Linked DNA regions of Rattus norvegicus: region 2 is linked to region 1. A link is a contact called in public Hi-C data. All regions are on one chromosome and are shown on one strand. Each heading gives the region's core, a stretch centred on a gene start, on an enhancer-like site or on the middle of the called end of the contact. The rest is flanking DNA. Distances are from core to core; before and after follow the strand shown.

Region 1 (3,529 bases), core at 662-3,161:
TGGTATGAGTGGCATTTACATTCTGGAGGTGTGTTTAGCTGCATACAAACCTTGTAAATGGTCCAGATGCCAAGACTCTAGATTCTTCTAAGTTTTTCCTTCCCCCTTGCTTTGTTTCTATGGACTGCCCCCTTCCCCTCACAGTCCTCTAGTATTTCTCTGGATGTGGAATCTTTCTAGATCAGATTGCACAGTAGGTCAACTTGTTAGGGCTCGGTGATTTACACTGCATTTTGTTCTGTGTTACTGAGTGAATATGGCCAAAGTAGGAATTCTTATGACAGCCTGGCTTGAGTAAGGCTGAATGTGAGCCTCAAGTCCTAGCATCACTTCATCAGACTTCTTGAAAGGTCAGCTATGAGAAAGCAACCAACCATGATCAACAGCAGCTAGCTAAGGGAACTGGCACAAGGCACTCCGGTGAGCAAACGCTCGCTCTCTGTTGTCAAGGGACTGTGTGGAAGGTGGCATGTGCAGAGGCAGCAGTGCCTTCATACTGCTGCAAGACCAAAGGATGTATTTATTTATTTTTTTATTTATTTATTTATTTTTTTTGGTTCTTTTTTTCGGAGCTGGGGACCAAACCCAGGGCCTTGTGCTTCCTAGGTAAGCGCTCTACCACTGAGCTAAATCCCCAGCCCCCAAAGGATGTATTTAAAGGGCAATGGAAAAGTATTGCTGGGGGTTTAAGCAAGGGGTGTGTCTAAAGTAGATCATTTTGGCTACTGTCCTAGAGACAGCAGGATCATCAGGGTTAGGCCTGTGAGCGCTGGAGGAGGTGGAGATGACTTGGTTTTGAGATAGCAGGTGAAAAAAAAAATGTAAGCTTCCCATCCTAATTTTTACCCTCGAAACAGCCAGCACCAGGAGCAAAGCTGTGAATGAAGCGGACTTAAAGATTGTTTCACAGGGCTCTGGACTTAGCTCTTAGGAAATACTTTAATCTAAAGCAACCCATTTTTCTCTCCCTTTTCGTTTTGCATGAATTTGGGGAGGAGCGATGGCAAATGACTTTCAACAAGGGTGGTAGTATGTGTGGGTGCGTTCACTGAGAACAATCGTTCCCCGATCCCGGTTTAACTTCAAGCAAGCACTAAGCGGCTTCACCAGTAGTAGCACGTCTCGATCCTAAAATCCGCAATCATCCTCTGCTCCGATAACTTGGGGCCAAATTCCTTGGGAATAACCCGCTTCCTAAAAAACAAACAAACAAACAAACAAACAACCCAAACAACAACAAAACGGGTTGCATTTCCGCGTCCAAACGGGGGCGTTATGGGTTCCTTCCCGCCTCCGGGATGCCCAGGCCCGGCTCGCACTCTCGCATTTCCCAGACGGCGGTTGCCCGCGTCCCGAGCCAGCTTTTGTGTGCAGCGTTTGCTCCCCGCCACTAGGACTCCAAGGCACACGGTGGCGACGAGGAATCTAAGTCAATACTCGCTAAAGTTCTCAAAGGCACTTCAACCCCGCCTCCACGGCAGGCGCCATCCCACCGGGAAGCAGCAACGGAGACACCGTAGTTTCCGCCATTCCGTCTTTCCCCTGCACTTTGGGTTTTTCTCAGAGCAACGCTCACCGGCGGGACCAGCCACCGAGAGTCCCTCTGTCCGCGCCGCAGCGCTCACTCCCGCAGCCGGGGACGCGGGCAGCACAGAGCCCGGGTCCCCCTCTCCCGCCGCAGCGACTCCGGCCTCTCTGGCCTGTACCGTCTCGATGGTATGGCGCGGCCGCAGGCCTCGCGCGGCCTGGTCGCCAGGGGGCGCGCTGGCCGGCGCCGCCGACTCTGAGTGCGCGGCTCGACCGCGTCCGCCATATTGGATGCCGCAGCCGCCGCGGTCAGCGCTTCCTCCTGTGTCTTCGCTGCGCGTTGCAGGTTCCCGCGGCCTAGGCGGCAGGGAGGTGACACAGGAGCCCGTGGGAGGAAGAGGAAGGAGGAGAAGGGGGTGGAGAGTGGAGGGGGCCGAAGCTTGAGTGTGGAGGCCGCTTCCGAGCGGGGCGGAGAAGCAGAGAAGGCGCCGCGCCAGCCCCTCCCCCGCCGCCGACCCGCCCCGGCGGCCTCGGTCCTGCTCGCTGCGCCCGCCCCGCGGCCATGCCGGGACCTCACGGGCGCTGAGGAGCGTCTCCAGCTAGCCGTGCTCCGCGGCCTCCTGGGCCCGTCGCCCGCCCTTCCGCACGCAACGCGCCCAGCCGCCGCCTCTTCCTTCGCCGGGCCCCGGGCCTCTGCGCAGACAACATGGAGGCCGTGAAGACCTTCAACAGCGAGGTTCGTACCGCAACCCGGCCTCCCCGCCAGGCCAGGCCCGGGGCTCGCGTGCTGAGCAAGGGCGCGGGCCGCACGCAGCTCCCCCGGGTTGGGCGACGGTGGCTGGGCGGCCGTGGGGGAGGGGAACGTCCCGCGCCCCTCCCCGGGCCGGCCTGAGGGAGGGCCAGGGGAGGGCCGGTCCCCGAGGCGGCCGCGCCACGCTCCCGGGTGGGTTCCACAGAGGCCTTTCCCTCCCACCCGCTCCCGCGCCCAGCCCGTGGCCTTGCAGGGTCTGAACTGTTGCAGGACATCACTCTGCAGGTCCTCCCGGGTGACTGAGGAAGCTGACACACGGATGCGAGGCCCTGGAGAGGACCCACGGGGTGGTGATCCGCGGTCACGTTACACGTAGTGTTTATTATTGAGGTTCTGTTGACTAGGTGACTTGCCAGCCAGCCAGGGACCTCGCTAATTGGATGGTTGGTAGGGAGGCAACATCATTCTGCAATCTCTCCCTCCCTTTTCTTTTTAAAAAATTCTGCTTGCTCTTCTGATCATCTGTTAGGGATAAAGAGACGAATATTAGGGAGACGTTGTGCACCCAGAAGGGGGGAAAGAAGCTGGGAGAGTCATTTGCCACGGGTTCATTCACGTGTCAGGCTAAGCAGATTTTTTTTTTAATGTAGGTGTCCATTTTTTTACTGTTTACTGAATTTACTGATCTGATTGGAAGACAGGCTTTGAAAACATACAGTTTCTTTTTAAGGAATAATAGCTATTCGGATATTAAATGTAGCAAATACAGGGTCAGCGTTATCTTGTACCTTTTAGAAACGCATGCATATTTAAATGCATGCTAACTAATTAGCATAGTTTTCAGAACTTTTGATTTGGGAGTGTTAATGCTCAGTAATAAGACTATTAATGTCTTAAGCACATGAGTTTTTAAAATAGTATTTGTGGATGTCCAAATGGGACAGCGCTCTTAAATGCCTTTCTGCAGTTTCATCTTTTGTTTTGTTTTTTGTTTATGGTAGGTAGCATTGGGAAATGCTGCAAAAGGGGTTGTTGAAAGTTAGATAAAGTTCTCGAATATGCATATTACTTTAAGTAGTGGTGAACTTCCTGATACTGACCAATTCTTTTGGAAATCTTGTGAATTTATAACTGATAATATGGACAGTTATCCTCTTAAGAAACTTAATTCTCCCTCCCAATGATATATATTTAGGATATGGAATAAAAGTTTAGTGAAAATGTAATTAGCTATTTTTAATATTTTGTAAC
Region 2 (3,529 bases), core at 560-3,059, 430 kb after region 1:
CTGCACACTGTCCTTGTCTACTGTTTAATTTGTACAATGTCATAAAGAAAAGCAAATGGCTGGGAGAGGACTTGGAACCAAGGTGTAGATCCCAAAGCCAAATCGTTATTTACTTACAGGTTACCAAATGGTCTCTCAGAGGGAGTAAGAGTCATTTATTAAGCAAGAGAATTATGAACTTAATATTCTCAGTTTAGAAAACAGAAAGCAGCAATAGGTTGCGCAGTGGTTGCGTTCTTTCAAATTTAATGTATGTGCTGCTGAAGCGAGCACAGTGGTTGCATTCAGCTAGCATAGCAGGAACACTTAAGTCCAACCAGTTATCAAAGACTCGGGGTCAAACCCCTAAGTCTGGGCTTCAGTCCTGCCCCATCTGAGCTCACTAGGACACATATCTTTAGTTACTTTCACTCTGCTTCCCCCCTCCCCCACGCACACACACGCAAAGACTGGACAAAGGATCTAGGAACTTACTCCTATCAGCACACATGAGACCACAATAAAAAACCGAATGGCTGGTGATGTAATTCAATTAATTGATGAATGTTTGCCTAACATGCATGAAGTGCTGGGTTCCATACTCGGCAATCAGTAACAGCATGGTGGTATATGCTTAGAATTTCAGCACTTGGGAGAAGGCACGAGAGAGGGTCAGACATTCAATGACATCTCCTATAGTGAGTTTGAGGCTAGCCTTAGACACAGAGACTGCATTTCAGCAGAGGGTGCTAAAACCAAAGAATCTAGAAGTAGGTATCTTAAGGTTCTTGTAGGCCTTTCTATCAAAAGATGAGAAAACTTGAGTGGAGTTAACTGTTTAACCCAAATTAATACTGCTACGGGTAGAATAAAGGCTCCAAAACCAAGAAATAAAAATAACTTATGTTTTGTGGTCCATGTAATCAAAACTGATTTTGAAGGAGAATGTGTGTGTGTGACACACTGCCCCTTTTAATTTAAGGGGAGGGGCTAAAGTCCTAAGTATTCCCAACAGTCCACTAGTGCCTGCATTTGCAGCAGACATTATTCTCCATGGAGAGCATCTCTAACACGTTGGTGGTAATGAGACCAACAGACACCTATGTAAACTCATCAAAACGTGGGTGTCAAACTGGTGACCTGCATCTTATATAAATTTAACCGCATCAAAGTTATTTTTAAAGAAGCCAGAGGATGTCAACTTATTAACTGCAAACTCAAGGCTGTTGCTTCCATATCACACACAGTCCCAACATGGGCACAAGGTAGCTGTAGGCACCGTCTGGTTATGAATGAAGTTACAGAGCGAATCTCCATTCCCTAGAGAGATTCCTAGATTTAAGTGACTGTTTATCCTACGTACTATTTTGGATTCGTTTTTGAAATAAGAGTCTCTCTGTCTCTAACTGGCGGCAGTCCTCCGGTCTCTGCTCCGCGAGTGCTGAGATTTACAGACGAGATTACTGGGAACAGGGTGAAGAGGAAAACCGCACTAATTCAAATCCCGCTCATCCTGAAGTGCGCGGGAAGCAACTCGGGCGGACAGAGCGGTCCACCACAGAGCGTCGCCTCAGCCCGCCAGCAGGACCTGAGGAGCAGAGCTGGACTGACAGCTGCCGGTCCCGCCCGGCTCCATCACCCGCCCGCGCCCACCCGGGAGAACTGACGACTCAGCCACCTGTCAGCCTCAAGTCCAGGAGGAAATTCTGGGAAAGCTGCTTCGCCGCTCGCAGTCCGAACAACTTAATGATTTCTCGAATGGTGGGTAACGGGGGGAGGCGGAAAGTGCCGAGCTTTCCCGAGGCAGCCATGAGACCTACATACACACGCGGCAGGAATTTTCTATGGCGTGCAGGAGGCGGGGCTTTGGAGACGATTGCCCGCCTCTGAGGCCACTTTATTGGGTAGAGAAACTTGCCGGAAATGACGAAGAAGACAGGAAGTCCGTATGTGCTGGGAGCGCAGGATCACGTCAGGTCGAAAGCAGTGCAGGCTGGGAGGAGGCGGAGTCTAGGAGAGGCGTGGTCTTTGTAACCCCGCCTCTGGGAGGCTCCCCAGGCCTTTGACATTCCAAAGATTTGACTTTTGATCGGTAGCAGGAAAGATGATGATTGGCTGCTTGCTGTTTGTAGCTAGGTTCCGCCCGCCCCCCCACTCTCCCGCCCTAGGCTAGTTATTTTTTATTTCCTTGCGTTCGTTACTTCTCTCAGCTGCACTGTTTTGTTCTGTTAAGTAGTTCAAAGTTGTGAGCGCCATATGAAAGCGGTCACCCTGTGCATGGTTGTGGCGTAAGGTCAGCTTGCTGTCAGCAGCCGCAAGTTACCGCGGCAATGATTTGGCACCTGAAGAAGTTTTTATAGGAGGTGCCGGATCTTACTGGGGTTTGTGCAGAGAGCAGACCCTCCTGAGCAATCAAAATGTATCCAGCTGAGGAGAAACCTCCCTTTTTAAAAAATTAGCGTATGTTGATTTTACAGAGGTATTGTTTGTGACTTTTCCCAAACATGCACATAACATACTATGATCATATTTACTCTGGTTATTACGGTCAATTGTTCCCCTCTCTACTTTCCTGTTCCTGATAGTTCTTTTACTTATGACTCCCTTTCCCCTCCTATATTGTGTGTGTGTGTGTGTGTGTGTGTGTGTGTCGGGGAGGGGGCACATACTATTCTTGTCTGGGTTTGGCATAGTTCCTTGAAGATAACTTACATCCAGCCATAGCATGCCTCAGAACTTAGTTCCACAGAGAACTATAGGCTCATTTAAGGTAAGCCAGCTGAAAACCGAGTTTAGGACTTACACTTTTGAGCAAGCGGCGGAGTGCCAGCCGGTTAACAGCACCCCAGCTTTAACCAATAATAAGAGACCAACTGACTCAAGTAAAGCAAAACAGCTAACCATAACCAACTAAACTGGTCTCTGGATAATTTCTCTTTTCTTGTCATTGAACAATGCCTGTCCATTTTCTGGCCAGAGTTCTTTCGAAGAGTTCAAAGGGCTGCCTAAGTTTAGAATCGTCAATGAAAGCCGTTCTGGATCTTTAAATATGCTGTAATTTTTGTCTCTTGAGTTGAGCACTTTAAACTTAGAGAAGTGTTTTTGATACCATTAGTTCTTCTTTCATATTCCCTTTTAAATCTCTCAGGGGTAGTCTTGCGAAATGGGACACATATTGCTCACTTCCGTTTAAAGCAGCATCAAGAAGCTTGGCGAGGCCATGTGATTTGCAAAGCTGGAAGATCACGGACTCCAGCGGTAGTCTAAATGCACGTGCAGTGGCTGATGTTTTTAAGCAATACTAGCACGGTCAGCATCCTGACCTCTTTTTAGACTTTCTAAGTCGGTTCATGCTGCAGGCTTTGCAATCTCTCCTCTGCACACAGAGAAGTAGTTGGGAAGTGAACCATAAAGGGGTTACTCTTTTTAAAAAAATCTCAACTAAAAAATGTACCAGGCTTCAGAACCGAGCGGTTTGGACTTACTCTCTCACCAGTTGCTACAATACAGATCCGGGTAGATTCTATGACGACATATTGTTGAAGGCGAG

Evidence for each region. Hi-C and Micro-C count contacts between places; a contact is called where the count stands out from the background.
Region 2: a contact with region 1 is called in a Hi-C map of liver, with 2.7 times the contacts expected there. The contact joins the promoter of Tfb1m here to the promoter of Scaf8 in region 1. A contact is called at or near these places in 3 of 12 Hi-C or Micro-C datasets (frontal cortex, kidney and liver) and 1 of 1 datasets of contacts at active chromatin or transcription factors (oligodendrocytes).

The regions. Positions count from the first base shown.
Region 1 is chr1:46,131,169-46,134,697 of GRCr8, forward strand. It overlaps Scaf8 (SR-related CTD-associated factor 8), which reads left to right and starts at 1,912. Exons shown (of 20, transcript NM_139094.1): 1 at 1,912-2,263. The coding sequence starts at 2,234.
Region 2 is chr1:46,565,139-46,568,667 of GRCr8, forward strand. It overlaps Tfb1m (transcription factor B1, mitochondrial), which reads right to left and starts at 1,810. Exons shown (of 7, transcript NM_181474.2): 1 at 1,658-1,810. The coding sequence starts at 1,790.